Regions from separate parts of the Anas platyrhynchos genome. Here region 2 is linked to region 1. Evidence: chromatin contacts called from public Hi-C data. All regions are on one chromosome and are shown on one strand. Each heading gives the region's core, a stretch centred on a gene start, on an enhancer-like site or on the middle of the called end of the contact. The rest is flanking DNA. Distances are from core to core; before and after follow the strand shown. Region 1 overlaps NPHS2 (NPHS2 stomatin family member, podocin). Region 2 overlaps SOAT1 (sterol O-acyltransferase 1).

Evidence for each region. A called contact is a pair of places that touch in the nucleus more often than the background predicts.
Region 2: a contact with region 1 is called in a Hi-C map of small yellow follicle, with 2.7 times the contacts expected there. The contact joins two enhancer-like sites. A contact is called at or near these places in 5 of 8 Hi-C or Micro-C datasets (F1 follicle, F5 follicle, skeletal muscle and 2 more).

What each region holds. Positions count from the first base shown.
Region 1 is chr8:18,733,510-18,736,729 of IASCAAS_PekinDuck_T2T, forward strand. The region is part of intron 8 of NPHS2 (NPHS2 stomatin family member, podocin); the gene reads left to right. AXDND1 (axonemal dynein light chain domain containing 1) reads right to left here. Exons shown (of 23, transcript XM_072041758.1): 23 at 2,901-3,018. The coding sequence ends at 2,918. Among named protein-coding and RNA genes, the nearest start is that of NPHS2, 8.0 kb to the left of the region's middle. Within about 2 kb of position 1,487, at least 3 of the 8 cell types and tissues checked have an H3K27ac peak or open chromatin away from gene starts, as enhancers often do. A contact at or near this core is called in F1 follicle, where this site is marked.
Region 2 is chr8:18,781,856-18,785,075 of IASCAAS_PekinDuck_T2T, forward strand. All of the region lies in intron 2 of SOAT1 (sterol O-acyltransferase 1), which reads right to left. Among named protein-coding and RNA genes, the nearest start is that of ABL2, 21 kb to the right of the region's middle. Within about 2 kb of position 1,701, at least 5 of the 8 cell types and tissues checked have an H3K27ac peak or open chromatin away from gene starts, as enhancers often do. A contact at or near this core is called in F1 follicle, where this site is marked.

The sequences.
Region 1 (3,220 bases), core at 237-2,736:
GGAAGGGAAAAATATGGAGCATGAGGAGCAGGGCTGGTGCCTGTGTGAGCAGGGGATTGAGGGAAAAGGGTTGTCATCCCTTCCCTTTCACCTGACCCTGACACCCGGGGTCCGGGCCATCCTGCTGTGTTTTCACACCCCCATCCCCAAACTGACGACCCGTCTCTCACTCATGACATTAGTTACAGGGAATTAAGGTGCAGAAAGCCCCACACTGGGATAAAAGGGGCAGGCTCAAGCTGCCCCACAGGAGGGACTTATCAGAGGCATTGGTTTCCTGTGGTTCTGTCCTTACAGTCAGACTCTTTGGGATTTCCCTTCTGCACTGTTGGCTTTCTTTTTTAAAGAAAAGCAAGTCCTACAGCTGGGTGGTAAAACAAGCCAAGGCAGAAGTGCTTGCACAGGGGCACGTTCCTCCTTATAGCCCATCTCCGTGTGCTGTGTCCAGGGAAGTTGGGAGCGCTCGGGTGGTACAGAAGGGATCCTTTTTCCCTCCGTCTGAACGGGTGATGGGGTGACAACGCCAGAGAGGCAGGGGTGGAAGCCCGACAACTGGGGGAACGGGAAAGGACTTAACACACGGGGAATTTGGAAGGTGCTGCCAGCCTGGCTCTCCTGCAAGGGACAAGAGAGAAGGGTCCTGTCCGTGGCGTACTCTTGGATATAGGATTTCACATCAGCACCTGTGCACATATACATACACACACGGGCAACCAAGGTGTTTAGTTAGCTCTAGTACCAAAAAAGGAGGAAAAGAAGGAAAGGGCAGCATTTATAGTTTGGCACTTTTCAGCTGTGCAGAGGGAAGGCAGGCTGTGCTGCTGCTTGCTTCCACTGGGTGGCGAGGCAGGACAAGATCTGAACTTGTGGGCATCTGCTTCCAGTAGGACTGTCTGAAAATATGAGGTGATCCATTTAGCCAACTACCACCGGGCTGAGAAGTGGGAATCCAGCACGAAGCCAGCAGAGAGCCTTGAGAACAGCAATACTCAACAAACAAACAAACAAACAAAAACCAAACAGTGATACTTTTGCCCACTGCAGCAATCTTGCTAAACTCTACATGCAGGAAGTCCTCAAAATTCTTATAAAATCTGCCCAAAGCTATTTGAAATAGCCAGGGACCTACACATACTGTAAGCCTTTCCCTTGAAGGATATGGGGTTGAAAGAAATACCATGCACTTCGTTATCGCCAAGACAGAAGGCATTTTGTGGCCCTTAATCGCCCACCCAGCAGTTTCTCATCACACGTGCCTAGCAGGGGTAGCCCAGCCAGTCTGTCACTCTTGTATTTTCACTCATTTTTTCCAGTCTCTCTGCCTGCTGGTAAGACACACACTTGGCACCTACCATTTGTAATATTTCTGTTAAATGCAGCTGTGTCCCACGGATGGCCAGCAGGTACTGGCTTAACACTTCTGCAAGGGACAAGGAGCCCACTTCCACTATGTACCACCTAATTCTGTATTTTATCAGCCCTTTCATCTCCCTAGAGTCCCCTTCTCAGCACACAGTGTTCCCGTAATTCTCACCACACAAATATTTGCTGGCCTTCTTACAACAAGGACACTCAGCAAACCAGCCCCTTTCCAAGTGGAAGGGGAAAAAACCCTCATCCTTAAACTCAGTGATCACACAGCATCTGACCTTCAGGTGTCACCTCCCATCCAGTTCATTCTGCCACTGGAACCCTCTCAGGATGCTGTTTGTTGTCTGCAATAGATCTCAGTTGTGATCCAGCCATGGAAAGCTAGCTCTGGGAAACGGAACAGCTCTGTAACCTTCCACTGATGAACATGAGCTGTGTATTCACTTCTCTAAGGCTGGTTCTGTTTTTTAATTTTGATGCTAGGGTAAGCCCCTCTGTTCCAGCTTAGAGCAAAATGGTGTGATACTGCTCATAGCAGCAGACAATCCTTTCTCCAAACACTTCTCAGGCTACATTTCTAACTCCCTGTAAAATAATCCACCCAGACCAAGGTTCCTTGGCAATCAAGGACCATCACCTGCAAGTAATGTCTGAAAAGAACAACAGAGCCTGAGGATTAAGACTTTCAGAGACACATGGCGCCGTGCCAGGGCCCACATCTCTCTATTTGCACTCCTATCTGCAGAAGTCAGGCATATTTTTTTCAAACATGTAACTTTTCTGAAAAGTTGCAGAAAAGGCAGATGAAAGCTAAGAGCATCCTCAGTTCCAAAGAACCCTTGTTCCAGCAGGATCTTTTCTCTTTGACGTACACAGAGCTGGCAGAAACTTGTCGTTTTACCTTCAGGAGGTATTACATTCAAAAACCTTGCAGAAGGAAACATCATTTAAAAATGTGCTTCAGTATTACTGATATATGATGGTTTCAAAATAGAATTTACTCGGGGGGAGTTGGCAGGGGCTGTCTGGAGCAGATGCAATTCCTGACAGTTTCACTGCCTGCTCTTCAGAGCTGAGACTGGGTCAATCTGCAGTCGTGCCAAATCCAGGCAGCTGCTGCTGTCCTTGCAGAGCTTTATAACCACACAGACTGTCCTGGGCTGGGAACTGACAGAAGCAGCAGCCCTGGGCAACCGCCTCGCTGGGCAGTTTGGCTTGCTCAGGCTGTAGGGGTACTGCATATGAGGAGCCAGGGGACTCAGATGCCAAGCACAGAAATCACAGGGAGATAGAGCGTGTGTTTTAAATGCCATCTCAGTACAATGAGAGGGTGAACAAGCTGTAAATGCGTTAGAGTTGTGGAAGGAAGTAGTGAATAAGCAAGATAGGTGTGGAAGTGGTAGAGCCAGCTAGAAAAATGGCATACACGCTGAGATGGCACAGAGAGGGGAGTAGCAGATAAGGAGCAAAGGCACTGGACTGGGAACGAGATGCTATTACGAATGGACACTAAGAAACTAAGAAACTACTCAGGCATTGCTGTTCTTTAATGGTTGCTTTTTCTGGATCCCTTGGACTGTCCAGAGGCAGAAGCTTTGGGACTTGAGCAGGCCTCACCTTCTGACACGCTTTCTTGGAAGCATTTTTCTGAAAGAAAAAATGAAAAAAAAAATACACAACACAAACCAAAGCCATTAAAATGCAGAGTAATATTGTGCCCAAGGTATTACATTTTCAACAAACCAATTAATCTCTCCTACTTTGATGTCAGAGAGGATGCAATGAAGGACTAAGGGAAGAAGTTTTAATTCCCACTTTTTCTCCTTCTCCACGTTTTATATCTGAGCAG
Region 2 (3,220 bases), core at 451-2,950, 49 kb after region 1:
TTTAATTAAAGACTCGATATTCCCTTCCCATCAGCAGAGATGTGGATAAGATCCTTATCTCGCTGACCACTTGTCTTGGGCTTGTAGAAACTGATCCCTGCAGGATTTAACACCTCTGTGCAGCCCAAATTCAAAACAGGTTCAGAAGTCAAAAGAAAAAAAAAGAACAATTTAGAAATTGTAGTTTCTTTAGGAAACCAAGCTTAAAAGAGATCACCTGATTATTGACAAAGCTTCCTATTGTTGAAAACTTGGGCAACTTAAATTTCACAAAAGAATTACAAACTTTTAAAAATAGGATTTCATTTTTCTTTTTTCAGCCTTCTGTTGTGGCTGTTACAAGCAAATGACATTGAGATGAGAATTATCCCAGTGCATATGGCCTGTTAGTGCTGCACCTGGGGATCCAGCACAACCGATTTCTACAGGAGACACTAGCCAGCACTCTGCTGAACAAGCTCTCAGAAATTAGCTGTGTCAAAAAAACTTTCATTTTAACTGCTACAGTCTGTAATTACAACTGAGAGCACAAGTGGGAGTAAGTCACTTGAGCAAAGGCATGGTTTGTGTGCAGTGTTATGGTTCCAGCCTGTAATGACTTCAGCCACAGAAGCTGCCTGAAGATCAGCACTCTGAATCACTCCCCCTCAAACTGTTCCTGCATTGTGGAGGTCAGTTTGCTATTAAGGAGCTACAACAACCCAGGACGATGACTACCATTTAAATCACTTCCCAGCATTCAGGACAAAAATGTCTCTGCAGAAAAGCTAAGAACAGCATGCAGAGATGTGGCAATAAAGTGAAGCCTATGTGTCACAAAAGTACTTCTCAGGTAACATTAGGACAACCAAGCACACAAGACAGAACTGTATCTGACAATCACTCAGTTTAGAAGTATTTTCCCCCAACAACATCAGGATTTGTTTAACTTCAAGATCTCGGAAAGTCACAGATACAAATACCCAATACTGCCCTTCCCTAGAAGGGGTTAAAAAATTGTTCAACTGAGAAATAATGAAGACAATATATCATTCAAAAGACTAAAACAACACAGGCAGAAGGATTTCCTGTTACTGTCAGATACCTGGATTCCAAGTGTGTTCTCTAAACACACTGAAAATATTGTTATCTGAAGGACCAGCTACGTTAAAGCCAACCTAGCAGAAGGGTACTGAAAAGGAAGGGGAGTGTTGTATTGCACCAGATACGGAACATGAGTTAATAATTTGATACTAATAAGCCTTACCCTGAGTTATGCTGACTTATGTGGCCACTCAGCAGATAGAGGCAAATTATGCCTAGATTGCCCCTAGTTCAGCCCATCTGCTTAAAGCATGCACAGGCCCTAGAGGTCACTGCACCGCAGCTAGGCAAGGAATCCAGTTAAAAAGCCAAGTTTGCAAGGACCCAGGACCCTGACAACCTCTTCACAAGGAGGAAACATTGGGATGCTCCAGGTCAGGCTAGCTCATCTCCAGGCTCTTCTCAAGAAACCTCCCAGCCTTCACCAAACCCCTGGGTTACAAAACATGCCAGAACCTAGTAATTATCAGAACCCGATCTTAAACAGGTTAACTTCTTCATCAGCCTCCCCACAACACACCCAACAAACTCAATTCAAGCAGCTCACGCGCACTTGTTGCTGTGCCTCAGACACCCAGCTCTGTGAACTTTTGCTCTGTGAACGACCAGCAGTAACCTCCTGGTTAGGAGATAACAAGCCCTTTCCAAGTCCAGCATTACCAGACAGGCTTACTCACACCAGACAGAGATACGCTGCAGAGCTTGTTTGCACACCAGGCCCCTTCTGATTTCTGAGGAAAGAAGGGCAGACTCCACAAGCATCAGTTTACTGGTTTGAATGGTCTCATCTCAGCATTTAGATACAAGTCAAAGAGCCATGTCCTCTCTAATCTTCTAGATCTTTCTATCCAGTTTCCATTACAGCCATTCCAGATATGTTTGCATGCAGCAAGTACTGCCCAGTACCAACATCCCATTAAGCAGAACAGATTTACCTCTGCGTATTTCCCTCTGAAAATATGTAAAACTAATCTTAAAGCAGCCTGGATTTTGACAAGGGATTATTGCTGCCTAGATCATTTGCTGACTATATGCCAAGACCAAATTAGTTGTTTAATTAATATACTAAAGCCAATTCAAGGAGAAAAGATGTGAGACTAATGTTCAGCTACTCTGTCAAAGTGAAGTTACAGACCAAACCATTTTAAGATACAAACCCACCTAGGGACAACCCAAGTACAACCAAAAATTATCCAGTTTTAGAACTCAGCAAACAATGTGAGCTTCCAGCAGCACTCATGAGGCAAACATAGCCTAAGCTACGCAAATGGAAGAGTTTGAGCCATTGTGGTCTTGAAGCCAATACAGGGATTAAATCAGCCAATGCTTTGGGGTTTGAATAAAGAAGGGATTAATAGCCTAGCAGCCTCCGTAAAAAGTTCACACACTTCTGGAAACTAGTCAATTGGCCCTTGACACTAACTCTTGATTTAAAGAGCAGATTGTGGCTGCTAATCGGGGAGGATTGAGAGTGGGAAGTCACCTTAGTGATTGAGTTTTTCTACAAAAAGAATTGCTACAAAGATACTACATATTTATTTGCATACAAGATGCCATCTTCACCTGTCTAGAACTCCTTGGCTGCAGTACCTGTCTTGTCTAAAACTCTACATACCAGAACACTGGCCTCAAGCTGCCTTTGTACATCAGCACTAATGCCTTAGGAATAGTTATGCACAAGCTAGGACAAAAATCTAGAAAAAGAAATATACAGGCATTTCTTTTGAGCAATTCTTCCACCTTAGCTGTGCTTTCACAGAAAACTGTCACTACTTACGCAAGCATATTGGACTACGTTAAGAGTCTGCTACATGAAACACCTGAACTTTGTAAACACCTTGGACTTTGTAAAACTTCAAACTTTGTGACGCAGAGCTGCAGATCTAACCCCGCCATAGAGAGAGATTCCTGACCCGAGGGTTTTGCACGGTCCTGTAATGCACTCAGTCAGAGGCTGACTTGTCCCCTAGCTCCCTGTGGCATTCTCACTGTCACCATCACTGTGGTGAGCAGAGTTTGCAGTAACCAGTCTGAAGTCCTACAACCCTTTTGCTGAACTGGCAGCAACCTTGGAAGATAAAAGGCAGCTAGCTGTAACTAAACAGGATGTCCCTCAGCTGTCCTTGCTGTCCTCCAC